Linked DNA regions of Cricetulus griseus: region 2 is linked to region 1. Evidence: chromatin contacts called from public Hi-C data. All regions are on one chromosome and are shown on one strand. Each heading gives the region's core, a stretch centred on a gene start, on an enhancer-like site or on the middle of the called end of the contact. The rest is flanking DNA. Distances are from core to core; before and after follow the strand shown.

Region 1 (7,241 bases), core at 1,693-4,192:
GCAGACTCTCAGCAACAGTTAGCTAGTATCCGATGAGTGGTTAGTACCCAGAACTGGGCTAAGTACCTCACATGGATGATGTCATTGCATTCTCCTGACAGCCCCATGAAGTAATACTATTATTATCCTCACTTTAAAAGCGAGGAAATTAGGGCTGGAGAGATGGCTCAGCAGTTACAAGCACTGGCAGCTCTTCTAGGAGACCCTGGCTCAATTTCTAGCACCCACATGGCAGCTCACAACTGTCCAAACCCCAGATCCAGGGGATCCTGGCTTTCTGCAGTTACTTCATGCAAGTGGCGCCTAGACATACATGCAAGCAAAACACTCATACCTATAAAATAATTAAAATTTGTTTTTCGCTGGGTGGTGGTGGCGCACACCTTTAATTCCAGCACTCAGGAGGCAGAGGCAGGTGGGTCTCTGTGAGTTCAAGGCCAGCCTGGTCTGCAGAGTGAGTTCCAGGACAGCCAGGACTGTTTCACCGAGAAACTCTATCTCAAAAATAAATAAATAAATAAATAAATAAATAAATAAATAAAATAAATTTTGCTTGCAAAGCAGGGAAACTGAGGTCCATGAAGTTTTAAAGACGTGCAACATTGTGCACAACTTGCTAGCAGGTGGGCCAGCCTTTTAAGGAGAGCGAACAGAAGCCCGCCCTGACTTTCAATACCGCCAATAGCCAGTAGCAGGTCTTGGTCCTGTAGCTGCTAGTTTGTTGTCAGTGTGAGTGCACTGTAATCTCGGGCATAGCTGCATAGCTGATGTTTCGTGTAAAATCCAGAGCTGGAAAAGCACCTGCTGGGGTCTCAGGGCGAAGACTGCAACTGCTGAAAGCAGCGGGGGCCCCAACTGAAGGTGTGTGTGGGGGATCCTTAAAACAGCACACAGTGCCCCCCAAAACGAGGGCAAGCAAGTTGGCATCATTCTTCATCCTGGAGCGGGGTGACCACCTGGTGACCCAAGAAAACCCAAAAAGTTCCCCCCCCCTTTTTTTTATAGGACTGGGGATAGAAGTGCCTCAAACTTGCAGGTCAAAGGCTGTCCCACAAAGCCACCTCCTCAGCCTCTAAAGCAGTCTTTGGTTTGGTTTGCTTTTTGTAATGGCAGGAGAAGCTTTCAACAGCAGATGACATGACTGGAGAGGATCCCTGACCGTGTGTCAGGAAATGCCCCCCACAGGTCCACCTCCCTGTCTGTCACTCTACTTCTTCCCAACCTGAGTCCAGCCCCACCAGTCAATTGTAGAGAACGCTGTCTTTTCAGACTGCTGTGATCCAGGCAGAAAGAGTCGCCCCGGGCTGGTATTACACCGCAAACCCAGCCAGCCTCCTTCCAATAGGGAAATAAAAGGCACTTCAGAGACCAACGTGCAATCTAGGGCAGCAACCAACAGCCTGTTTTAATTGTTAAAATGAACGCTTTGAGCATTCGAAATGCTCCTTTAAATGCCTAATTTGCAACTAGGAGGCTGCCCTACTGTCCCCATGTCTTCTGTGCCTTGGGTGCTGTACTGTGAGTCTCCTATCTCAAGTGCAGGAGCAGAGCTCATCAAGCCATCCTCAGGCAGCAAGGACACGGTGTTTACTTCCAAAGGTGTGAAGGATTGGAAGACAGGGCCGGCTGAGATGAAAGGGGGACTGTCACACACCCTGAAACCCCGCCGGTCAACCGTAGCCTCTTCTCATTAAGTTTGGGTAAGGAAGGGGGAGGGGCGGCGGGGCAGTCAACCGTGCCTCGGAGACCACAGACCACATTTGCCTACTCGTGTCTGGAGACAGAGCATCACTTACGAGGAAATGACCCCGGCGAAGGGTCACGTCCAGAGGAGGGATAAAAGGAAACGCCACAGTTCTCCTCACACCGCGGGATACAATGGTTTTAAGGAGGAAATCAAAGCTCGAAGCGAAGAGTGGAGGGGGCAGGGGGCAAAGCGCTTCCTCTGTCCCCAGACCCCAGCCGATGCTGGCGGAGCAGCAAACGTGGAAGGCAGAAAGCGAAGCGTGGATCTCAAAGCAACTAAAAGCATCCCGGGCAGAGCGAGCGTGAGCGCCCCGCGCCCCTAGGGAGCGCGGCGAAAATGCTCTTTCCCAAAGGAACTGCTCCGCAAGAGGCTGACGAAAGCGTCCCCCACCATCCATCCAAGCGGCGGGCGGACACATGACTTCACCGTTGAAACAGACAAGGGCAGCCACTTGCCAATTGCAATGCCAAAAAAAGAAAGCCGGGACACGGGAGTGGAAGAAGGACAGAAAAGGTTTCCCTAGAGATCGCAGCCCTGCGAACAGAGTCTGGATCCAAGGGCGGCCTCTGGAGTCACGAATCTCTGGGACTTAATAGTAACAAAAGTCGAGGAGCCACCCCCGGCCCTGGCCAGCCCCCAGCCGGGGTTAGGGGGAGCAGTACTCACATAGTGCTTAGAGGGGCTCCTCCGCTTCTCCACGTCCACCACGGTGGCATCTTGCACGCAGTAGGCGAGCATCTTCCCCACAAAGCGAGTGGCGCCCCCCGGCGGCGTCACCTTCTCATCCCGGCCGGGTTCCAGCTCCTTCTCCGGTTGCCCGGGTCCCCGCGGCTCCACGCCACTCCTGCCCCACGCGCAGTTCGCCGCCCGGGCTCCCCGCGCCCACAGCCGCGGCTCCCGGGCATGCGACTGTTCTGGAAGGCACGGGGGCTCGGTGCGCCCCAGGCGGCTCCCGTGGGCCTGCCGCGCGCCCCTTCCCTCCCGCGCCGCCGCGCTCGCTGCTCCGATCGCCGGCCCGCTCGCTCTGCCGCCCGGTGGGCCGGCGGGAACTGGCGGCGCAGGGGAGGCTGGGGGTGTGTCCCACGGCGAGGGCACGGGGCGGGGGCCGGGCCTGCTGTCAGCGCGCCGGGGAGGGGCCGGCGGCGCCCCTGGGCCGCGATCGGGCTCCTGGGGGCTCGGCGCTGGCGGACGCTGTGGGCGCAGGAGGCGGAGGCCGGGCGGGCAGGGAAGGGGAGGGAGGGGAAGGGAGGGGAGAGGAGCGCGGCAAGGGGAAGCGCGGGGAGGGGCTCCGGGCCGGGGGAGGGGCTCGGGCGGACGGCGAGGGGCTGCAGCCCTGCGAGGCCTGGAAGGGCTACTCTGTTCAGCACCCAAACTCAAGCTAGCTTTGGAGGGAGGAGGCTCAGGGCGAGTGAGCCCAGTGCGCCCCCATCCTGGCTTTCCGTCTCCCAGAGGATCTGTGGTCACCTTTCTGTCCCTTGTACCACGGCCATCTCCCCAGATCTGTTTAAGGAAAAGTAGTTTATTACCGGCCTGTTACTGTCTGCAGCTCCAAATGGAGACCGGGAGGGAGGAGAGACCAGCATTAAATCTTTCAAGCCAGCCTTCTTCTGATGAACCACCTGCCCCCCTGCAGGTCACCACGGGTGAATTCTCCCCGGAAATGGGATCTATTGATCTGCTGCTGCTGCCCTGATCGATGGTCAGGGCCTGTGTAACTAACCTGCGACATCGTTTACCAATGACAAAGTTTCAAACACCACTTTAGCCTTAAGTCCGGGCTCCCCTGGGACTCTCCCAGGGCTGGCAACCGGGAAGGGAGCACACAATGGTGGGAAAAATACACTGTGTTGGGGGCCAGATCTCCATTAGCTCCAGACTCTAGTTTCCTCACTATCCGTCTGGTCCAGGAAACCCGCTTTTCAAGTCGCTTGCCCATCTGTGGTCTTTGAGTACTTTTACTTAATCCAACATATCCCCCCCCCCCCCGGTTTCATCATTTTTTTTTCCATTCTACTTTCAAATACTTAAAGGAGTAGGTGTTTTCATAACGAATCCAATTGTTTCACAATACAGTAATGTTTTGTGCCTGGGGACCAATGGGAAGCATCCGAAATGAGGGCAAAGGATTTTGTGCTTTTCTAAAAAAAATTGCCTTGTCAGAAACTCGGGCGGTTCTGAGACTTTGTTGTGCATTTGCTTAGCACAAAGTACCCAGCATAATTCAGCTTGAGGAGGGACATAAAGAGAGTGAACCATTGCACATCAAAGACCCGAAGACAGATTCAGGATGGAGCCAGGAAGGTGATTCACTGGGTGAGAGCGCTTGCTGCATTTATGGAGGACCCGGGTTCCATTCCCAGCATCCGCTACCATCTATAACTCCAGTTCCAGGGGATCAGACGCCCTCTTCTGACCTCCTCCCGTAGGTGCATGCAGGCAAAACACAAAACTTTAAAAATCTTTGTGGAGCTGTGGTGGCACACGCCTTTAATTCTAGCACTCAGGAGGCAGAGGCAGATGGATCTCTGTGAGTTCCAGGCCAGCCTGGTCTACAGAGTGAGTGCCAGGTCAGGCTCCAAAACAATACAGAGAAACCTGTCTCAAAAAAAAAAAAAAAAAAAAAAAGCCCAGTACTAAGGTAAAGGCCAGGTGTGGACATGAGCCTGTGACCCTAGCATTATGTGGGACAGAGACGGGATTCCAGGGGCTTGTTGGCCAGCCAGCCTAGCCACAGAAACAGTAAGTTCCTGATTCAGTGAGAGATCCTGTCTCCAGGGAATAAGGTGGAGAGTGGATATCAGCCATCTTCCTCTGGCCTATGAGTGTGTGTGCACACAGCACATACATGCAAGTGTACATAGACACTTACACATAGGTATACTCACAAAACAGATGGGTGCAAGAGTCTTGACGTCAGGGACAGACTTCTCTATCTTGGAGATGGTGCTGGGAAATCCTTGTTGGTGCTGGTAGAAGGCTAGAAGGCGCTCCCTCATAGAGCTGGGTCTGTCTTCTTGAACAAGGATGGTTCTCCAAAGCTTTACCCAGAAGCTAAGCTCAGCCCTGAGCCATGGCAGGCAGGAGGGTGCCAGCCCCGCCTCAAGTCCTCTTTGATACTGTGTCAAGGCAGCCGAGCTGCAGGATAGCTGCTCCACAGTAGCACTCATCACTCCTCCTCTGTGGCTGGCCCAGCTTCCAGACATGCTAATTCATCCTGATAAGCTCCTGGTGAGCGAAGGTGCTTGGCTTTGGCAGGGAAAATGAAGGAGCAGGCTCAGTTTGTGGTGGACCCCCCTTGAAATCAGAGCAGTTAGTTCAGCCAAAACAGCACCAGCCTGTTCCCACCTAGACTGCTGCTCCTGGGCCCCCTAACTGCATTGAACAGAACACCAACCACAAGAAGTCTTGGGAGAGGTGATTCAACGCTGCCTCTGACCAGGCAACTTGGGGTTACCTGCCCACCAACAGCCTTTGCCTGCCTAAGAAACTCCAGACCACCTGACATCTCTCAAATTGGGGTCTTTAAGTACAACTTAGACATGCATTTGGTTCTTCCCTATGTTTCTGAATTATCTCAATTAGAAGAAAAAAAAACTGAACATCACCTCTCCTCTCCAACACAAAGATGTCAAGATGGACAGAGGCTATTCACACCTGCAGGAGAAAAGATCTTTAAGTGTGAAGTGGGGCAGGCTGCACTTCCTTCTTTCCACCAGTGTTCCCAGAATTCCTTTCTGCTTACCTCAGGTTTACCGAGGGCCTCCTGTATAACTGACACTCCCTCTAAACTATCAGACTTCAGCAGAAATGCAGTGTCTGGTGCTGCAGTAGGTAACAGGGTGGCCTGTGTTGGGAATGTCAGCTCAAAGGCAGAGATGGAGGTGAGACAATCCCCAGTTTTGTTGCCTTCACCTACAAACTGGTAGGTGTGAGTCCAACCCAAGAATACTGTGTGAGCTCAAATGAGAAACTGTGGGTGTAAAAATGAAAAAGGAAAAAGTTGAGGATAAATAATGGGAAGATTGGCTGAAATAAAGATGCAGACTTGTAGCTCAAAATCTGATTTTTCAAAGACAGAGAACTGTATGCGCAGAATCAAAGAATTTTCTAGCTGGAAGGGATTATTCATCTAATTTTAGAGAGGCAAACTGAGGCCAAGTGAAACGAAGTGAGTCCCTGATACTAAGATCTAGTTAATCCTAGACCAACTCTCTCCCATCCCCTGGTGCCTATTCACAGCACAGTGAGTTCATTTGCACTCATCCACACAGCACACTGGGCACATGTCCTAACACCTAGAGAATCCTTACTTCCAATTCTCCACTTATACAAGCACCAGAAATTGCCTGGACTCCAGCGAAGACTGGATAGTGACGGGGACTGTATGTGCTGCATGGTCCTCCATGCAAGGCTCATCCCATCTCCTCCCCCTGGGAGGCTCTTCAGGCTGAAAAAAAAAAAAAAAAAAAAAAAAAAACCCATACAGGAAAGTGTAGAAAACTATTAAGCCCTAAGTAAAGGCACAGTATCATTCCTTCTTCCAACTTAGGAGTGTAATGGTAGTTCCTAATCATTCTTGGTTTCTATCTTAGGGTTTCTATTGCTGTGAAGAGACACCATGACCATGGCAACTCTTACAAGTGAAATCATTTAATTGGGGTGGCTTGCTTTACAGTTTCACAGGTTTAGTCCATTATCACCATGGTCAGGGTGCACAGCAGATATAGTGCTAAAGTAGTAGCTGAGAGTCCTATATTGTGCAGGCAACAGGAAGTTGACTGAGACATTGGGCAAAATCCTGAGCATAGGAAACCTCAAAGCCCGCCCCTACAGTGATACACACTTCCTCCAACAAGGCCATACCCACTCCAACAAAGCCACACCCCCTAACAGTGCCATTCCCTGTGAGGTTAGAGGCGCTAGTTATACTCAAACTACCAGTCTCTAACCATGCATTGTCTCCTGCTTACTTAGCCTTTACTATACTAAACCTCATTTACATCCTATTCTGTTATTTAGCTTTCCTGTGCTTAGGCTGGACCTTTTAATCTGATAAGAAGCCCACAAAGCCCTTAAAAACAAACCAACTAGTCCGGCAGTGGTGGTGGACACTTTTAATCCCAGCACTCAGAAGGCAGAAGCAGGCAGATCTCCAGGTTCCAGGCCAGCCTGGTCTCCAGAGCAAGTTCTGGGACAGCCAGGGCTACACAGAGAAATCCCAACAAACATGGACTTTGATCCCACCCATTCCCTCCCTACTGAAGCATTTGTGCCAACTGCCACCTGCCCTGCCCTCCACCCAGAGCAGGGCTGTGTGTGTGCCAGGCACCCTGCCAACTGCTAAATGGTTGAGATCCCAGTAGCCAGTTGTAGACGTGGCTGCTGCTAATGGCTATAGAGAAGAGTTGGAGAATGGTGTGCAGGCAGGCCTTACCCAGCGAAGCTCCCATCCCACCCTCACCACAAGCCAGCCTTGTGTCCTTCCAGCACTCTG
Region 2 (7,241 bases), core at 3,018-5,517, 170 kb before region 1:
AGGTGAGCTCCAGGCCTTACTTTTATACCCAACACAGTGTCTCTACTCTTTCCATTGAGAGCTAACACCGCGCACCTCACACAGGCCTCCTAAGGCTCCCATACCCAGGTGACTACGGATATGGCGTGAAACCAGGTACTGGAGAAGTTGCAGACATTTTTGGTCTTGATTGGGGGCCAAATCAGAATCCTCAAGCAGCACCCCAACCTGCTACCAAAAATGCCCCCATTTTGCCCCAGCCTCCTCCTCTTTGGAAGTGTGATACGCCTAGGCACTTCTATCTTTTTTTCCTTGGAGAAGGTGGGAGAGTTAGGGTGCAATGGAGGGAGGTAGCGAGGAGGGAAGGACTGTCCAGGCACCCATCACCGCACTCGCCACCTGGCCACGGCTGGGCCTAGAGGCCCTGGCCCCAGCGCATTTCCTTCCTACTAGATATTATTATTGTATATACTATATTATTACAGCAGGGTCAGGGCTTCTCTCTAGAGGGACAGAGGGACAGGAAATGCAGCCCACGCATACATGCTGTGCCTTTAAGAACAGTGAAAGGCCAGCCTCCCTGGGCCAGGCCTCCCCTGGTCAGAAGGCCCTGTCACTGCATCCTCTTGCCAAGACACACTCCAGTTCTCAGCATGTGCCTTCCACCGTCCAAAGAAAACAGGAGAGGCTTTGGAGCCCGTGGAAGGCTCTCAGTCCCTCCTGTGTCCACCCACACAGCCGCTGCCCTTCTGACCCACTCACCTAGTCCTGTCCTTGGCACTCACCTCATTTTGTTGTCTAAGGCCCATTCCCTTCCCCCATAAGGGCCCAGAACCTTCCCAGGGTGCCTGGATTCCAAGACCATGAGTACAGACTGCCTACATCACCATTTGGAAGGCTCCCTGGAGCCCATGGCAAGGAGACAGGAGCTGGGCTGCTGCCACCTCTCCCGTCCTGGGCTGCCCACCTCACTAGATGAACCCAGAGTGAGGCTGGGGGTCGGTCAAGCAGGGGCTCTGGTGGAGCTGGGCAAGTCAGTGTTATGGGTGAGGTACTGAGGCAGTGGTTCATCTATCAAGTATGACAGGAGAGCAGGGAGAGATGGGCTTAATCAAAGGCTCTCGAACTATACCCTGTCTGGGATCAAATCCCACCCCTGCTACTTCCTAAATAATGAAATATAGCAATTTCCTCATCTGAACAGTAGCCCTAGGTAGCATAGTGTGTCCATAAGGATTAGATGCACCTAAGTATGCTAATAATAATAATAATAATATCTAATTACACATTAGATAAAAGGATTCAAAATAACACCTGATTTCTAACAATTTGTCAAGAGCTAGTCTCCCATTTTTTAGGTGCAAACCACAGAGAAGGATGAAGACCTCAGGGCTGGGCAGAGGATTTTAAGTGACGTGTGTGTGTGTGTGTGTGTGTGTGTGTGTGTGTGTGTGTGTGTGTGTGTGCGCGCGCGCGCGCGCGTATGCATGCATGTGTATGTGCATGCATGTGTGCCTGAGTATTGGTGACACTGTCATTTGGCTTTGATCGGGGAAGGTCTCCATCGAAAGCATGTTGCTGTGATAAACTGGGCATGGCGATGCTCGCCTGTAACCCTAGCACTAGCGGGCAGAGGCAGGAGAACCAGAAGTTCAAGGTCATCCTTTGCTGCATAATGAGTTTGAAGCCAGCCTGGGCTACATGAGACCCCCGGGGAGGAAGAAAGGAAGGAAAAGAGGAAGAGAGGGAGGGAAAAGAAAAAAAATATGTAGATCTGGCAAGATTTAGGGCCAGGCAGAGGTGGAGGTGGGCATCGGAGAGTAAGAGATGGCACTGGACTTGGGTAGAAGCCGCAGGGCAGCAGGGTACCAGAGGCCCAGTCACCCATACCCTGCATGTGTCTGTGGCTGATGCAAAAAACCAGAGATACCCAGATACCCAGGGATCAGATCTGGAGCGAAGGGAGAATTCACACAGGAGACTTGAGCTGACCAGCAGATAAGGCCTTTCAGGAGTGGAAGAGACAGTCTGAGGGGGCAGGGGGGGCAGTCTGTGGGAGCATGAGCAAGGGCAGAGTGGAGGAGGCAGGGCTCGTGCTGGTGACACTCGGGATGAGGGGAGGAGAGAAGGGAGACAGACAGGCAGACAGACACCGTTTCCTGTCCACCTCTGCATCTCCCAAACAGGAGGTGGCTCAGAAAGGTCTATGATCCAGTGGGGTCAAGTTTAATAAAATGGTAAAGGGTATGGACTGTAGGACAAAGTGGTTGTGGGAGGGAGACATTTGAAGATGATGGAGGAGAAACTACAAAAAGATAGGTACAGGCTGCTTAGACTCAAGGCTCGATGTTATATTCCCAGCCACAGAACTCTTAAAAAAATGATGAGGGTACCAAAAAGGACAAGTTTCCTACCATTCCTGACAAGGAGAGAAGTCTCTGTCTTTCTGGGCAGAGGACAGGGACCTATGGCCCTTCTGTCCACTCCCAGGAGTGGGTGCTGGACTGACATGCTCCCTGGCTAGTGGGGGACAGGTGGACCCAGGGAGGGGAGCAGCACTGTTGGGTGCCTACAAATGCTGTCAGGGCTGGCTTTGGGGAGGGTCCTGTCAACACTGGCAAAGGTTTTAACCATCACCATCAGGAGTCTCAAGATGCTGAAATAGGAGCAAGGCTTAGGGGACACAGAATGAGCAAGGCCCCAGCTTCCCAAGAAGGAGGCCAGAGCAGAAGTCGATGACTTCAATGATGGCCATGGAATTGGCAACACAGATTCCCCAGGGATCCTCCCAAGTTGTGCTCCCCATGGGTGCTCACTAGGCACAGGATGGAGTTCTACAGACTAACCAACTATTCTGGACAGAACAGAAGAAGGTAGGGGGTTCTGACAGCCAAGTGACCCGCTAACCCGACTGGTTGGGATGTGCTAAAGCCCAGACTTGTGGGCCCTTGAGTTTGTGTGATTCCCCCAGCCTCTGGGGCTGGCTGCAGGACTGCAGGAGCCCAGCTGCTGGCCAGCACATCTATACAGGGCCAATAGGAGCCTGTCCTGCTGGATGTTTCAATTATCACAGGGTGAGGACATACATGCTGTGTTGGTGGCACCATTTAATTCAGAAGAAGTTGTGCCAGGACCAGAAGCCAGAGGGGGCTTCTAAGTAGATAGTAGTGACAGGTCAAAATCTGGCAAGATGCTAAGTATCAAATGGAGAGATGAAAAGGCACATCTTGATACAGGGACCATCTGCTCTTTGGACCTGATGGAGAATGGAGGATGCTAGTTTGGGGACGTGGCTCGGCAGTTGAGAGTATATGCTGCTCTTGCAGAAGATCTGAGTTCCTAGCGCCTGGGGTGGGCAGCTCAGAACGGTCTCTAACTCCAGCTACAGGACAGCAGATGCTTTCAGCCTCTGCAGCTACCTGTACACAAGTGTGCACACTCATACAAAGATGCCCTGCCCACATAATTAAAAATAGTAAGAATAAACATTTTGTTATGTCAAGGGCTGAGGGCATAGCCAAATTGGTAGAATGCTTCTTGGCGTCCATGGCACTCTAGGCTCAATCCCCAGGATAAACCAGGCAGAGAGGAACACATCTGGGATCCCAGCACATGGAGGTGGAGAAGATCAGAAGGTCAAGCTCTACCTCAGCTACAGAGATAGTTTAAGTTCACTCTAGGGTCTGTGTGACCCCATCTCAAAACAACAAAAACGGAACAAAACCTTAGGCAGAAACTGAGGGCACTGGAACCGAGTGGGACTGGCAACAGAAGGGAAGGCCTGCCTCCCAGTCTGAAATCCCAGGCTGCCTTAGGACTGAGAGACACGCACAGTGCACAGATACCTGGGCTGCAGCAGGACTCACACCCGGTCTGACTCGGTGCAACTTCTGTCCAGTCCTCCTTCAAACCTCTCCAGCCATCCACTCCTTTACAGTGGAGACCACACCAACTGCTCTCCACCTTTACATGGGCTCTGGGGCTCCAACTCTGGTTCCCAGGCTTAGGCGGCAAGAACCTTTACCTGCTGAGTAGGTAGGAGCATTTCACCAGCCCTGATGTTTCTACACCCCGCTCCCCAAACTCTCACAGACGAAACCAGTCATTTGTCGACTCTTCTCCACTCCACTGATGTTTTCAAGCAACCCAGTCGCAAAATATTCACAGGGGTGGCTTTTGCCCCTTCAGCCCCACCTCCCAGTTACATCTCCTCTCAGCCGTGTGACAGGGTGAGGCAGGAACACACAGACCACAGTACGAGATCCACACCCAAGAGTTTTGCCAGGTAATAGTGACTCAGGATCAGCATTTTTCAAACCTCAGATATCCCCACACACAGCCACATCCTTACCACATGCCACAACTATGTATTCTGCAGCTTGCGTCACGCAAAGACACATGCCACCTAGCAGTGGGGGCACATTCTGAAAAATGTATTAAGACTTCACTGTTGTATGAACAGCGGAGAATATACTCAGAACATACACCTAGGTGGTTTAGCTCAGTTACCTGAAGGGGTCTTATGAAATAATCAGGAGATGCCATAAATGTAGAGTGTATGAGACCACTTTACAGTATAACATAGCAGACTGTGCTAGAGCAAATTTCTTTTAACTATATAAATAGAACTATATACTAAAACGATGTTAGAAAACTACAGTATAGTCAATATATGTTAGTAACAATCATTATCACATACTATATACTGAGCATAACTGTGTGTATAACATCTTTACATGATAGACACTGAAGCTTAAATTGTTGAGCCAGGCACGGTGACGAACACTTTTAATAACTGTACCAGGAGGGCTGAGGCAGGCGGATCTCTGTGAGTTCAAGGTCAGTTGGGGTTCATAGTGAGACCCTGCATTAAATAAATACTAAAACGGTTAGTTTTTTTTGTTCCTTTAAGACACTCTCAGTATGTGACTCGGGCTGTCCTTGACTTTGTGACCCACCTGCCTCTGCCTCCTGGATGAGGGGATTACAGCAGCACAGGGTTGTTTACATCAGCAAACATGGGCTCTGCTTTCCACTCTGACATCGCAACAGCTCTGGTATCACTAGGAGATAGGGAATTCTTCAACCCTGTCCTAACCTTGCGGGGACCACATGATTCATTCCTAACAGTGTTCAGAGTGGCATGGCTGTATTTAAAGTAACCCATCCTTTTATTTCCAACTTCAAGGAAGAAACCTCCCTCCACTATGAATAATCAACTAGGGTCACCAGCCCCAACCCGGGGAAGTGAACTTGAGCTCTGCTACAGCTGAGAGAGTGGCTGTATCCTGTTCACTCGTCACTCGACCTGGAGACAGACTCAGCCATTGCAGGACATCAAACCACAGGACAGAAAGGGGCCTGTGCTGCAGATAGTTTCCCTGTACTGCCAAGACCACTGCAAGGACCTTGCTGTGGGGGAGGGGTGATGGTTTCAGGGAGCACACCCCACATCAGAGTTGGTAGCTGCTTGTCAGTGTAGCTGGAGGAAGAGGCCGACGGGCAAGGCACTTGTGAGGGGGAAAGGGTAGAGGAGCAGGGGGAGAAAGAAAACTTAACTGCCTAGCAACATGACTGACTTTGTTTTGGCAGTGTGGAGCTGAGGCTGTGGGTACCCTGTGGTTGTTAATATTGGGGGGCAGTGCTGGGAACTGAGTCTACGATCTCATTTAGTCATCTACTACTGATCTAGTCCCCAGACTGTCTGGTAATTTCAGATTTTCTTTGTTTTTTTTTTAAGATTTTCTGAGTGTGGGTCTGTGTGGGTGTGCATGCTGGTGCCTTCGGAGGCCTGATGGGGTGTCAGAGACCCTGGAACTGGAGTTACAATGCTTGTGAGCCATCTGACATATGTGCTGGGAACGTGGGCTCGGGTCCTCTGGGAGAACGCCAAGTGCTCTTTCCAGTACCTAAGAAGGACACATGGATGCCTATGTATATGAAATACAAGTTTCCTGGCCTCAGAATTGCATAGGTTTCTACTAAGAGCTGTAACCCTCCCTCCCAGCTGAGGCCAGCCCCTCTTCAATTGAGCAAAAATAAAACGGGGGCAATTGCCCTTTAAGGACTGTCTCCATAAACAAAACAAACCCACTCTGCAATTTGTTGAGGGCATCCCTCCCTCCAAACCCTCCTTATTTAATTTCTGGGGAATTTTAAATAAAGGGCTTGCAAAAGTTCTGTACCGCCTGACGTCAGCAGCCTTCTGACAGCGTGGATTCCTCCGCATGGTGTGGGGCGTGGCCACCACCAATGCCCATGTGCATGGTATGGGGGGCAGCAACCACCAATGCCCATGCTTTTCCAGGCTCCTTTCCCAGTTGGAAACTAGGAGCCACTGGTGTCATCTTAGTATGCGATGGGGCAGGGAGGGTGCCCAGGAGAGAGTGTCTCACTTGGGGTGCTTTAAACCCTGCAGTTCCCCAAGCCCTCAAACAGCCAGACCATCGAGTTATCTGAGCAACACCTGTCCTAGTGCTTGCTAAAGCTGACAACCAGAGAAAATGCAGACATGCTTTTCAGAAAGATGTTTTCCTGTACCATACACTGACTGGAAAACCACCATCCCAGATACATGATAACTGGAAAAATGCATACAGCAATGTCTTGAAGTTCAGCAAGATACCCGATTAGATGGGAGTTCTCTCTTAAAGGCTACCGAGCAATATACTGACACTCCAGCAGCCCCAGGACACACCTTCTCCCGGACCCAATGTGGGGTGAAGGAAAGGGAGGGGCAAAGAGCTCTTATTCAGCAGGTGTCCAGCAGCACACATGTACAAACTACCCTTTGGGAAACACTGACTGCCAACAAACTACGTCTTTCCTGCAAAATGGGAACAGACCACCTGCCCTCCTTACCCAAGGGCTGCTCTAAGGTAATAGGCAGGAAACTTTCTTTGGAAAGTCTCTAGGTTGCTGGAGGATGCGGGCAAGTTCAGGGATCCAGTAAACCCTGGATACTGCCAGGGATTCGAAGGTTGCCTACCCCTGCCTGTCAGAGAAAAAGGATGGGAAGTAACTGCCACTTGGTGATTTTCTTTATAGCCACATGGGATTCAACTTCCATCCCAATTTTACAGACAAGGAGCCAGGAACAGATAGCTAGCTGCACACTGGCCCCAGGCTTGCTGGCCCCCAGGCTGGCTACTCAGCAGTGTGGGAACGAGCGCTCACATTTCATGGGCCCTTGGGGGAAAGACTTTCTATCTTGTTCTTTTTGACTCTATGGGACTCAAGAGTCCCACGTGTGTGGTTTCCCT

Evidence for each region. Hi-C and Micro-C count contacts between places; a contact is called where the count stands out from the background.
Region 2: a Hi-C map of the CHO-K1 cell line shows a contact between it and region 1, with 11 times the contacts expected there. The contact joins the enhancer-like site here to the promoter of Sh3pxd2a in region 1. A contact is called at or near these places in 2 of 8 Hi-C or Micro-C datasets (both in the CHO-K1 cell line).

The regions. Positions count from the first base shown.
Region 1 is chr3:14,079,025-14,086,265 of CriGri-PICRH-1.0, reverse strand. Sh3pxd2a (SH3 and PX domain-containing protein 2A) reads right to left here and starts at 2,942. Exons shown (of 14, transcript XM_027407080.2): 1 at 2,414-2,942. The coding sequence starts at 2,485. It overlaps LOC118238522 (a long non-coding RNA gene), which reads right to left and starts at 6,158. Exons shown (of 3, transcript XR_004768965.1): 1 at 5,490-6,158; 2 at 4,617-5,401; 3 at 3,131-3,247.
Region 2 is chr3:14,250,122-14,257,362 of CriGri-PICRH-1.0, reverse strand. The region is part of intron 8 of Sh3pxd2a (SH3 and PX domain-containing protein 2A); the gene reads right to left. Among named protein-coding and RNA genes, the nearest start is that of Neurl1, 120 kb to the left of the region's middle. Within about 2 kb of position 4,267, at least 1 of the 6 cell types and tissues checked has open chromatin away from gene starts, as enhancers often do. A contact at or near this core is called in the CHO-K1 cell line, where this site is marked.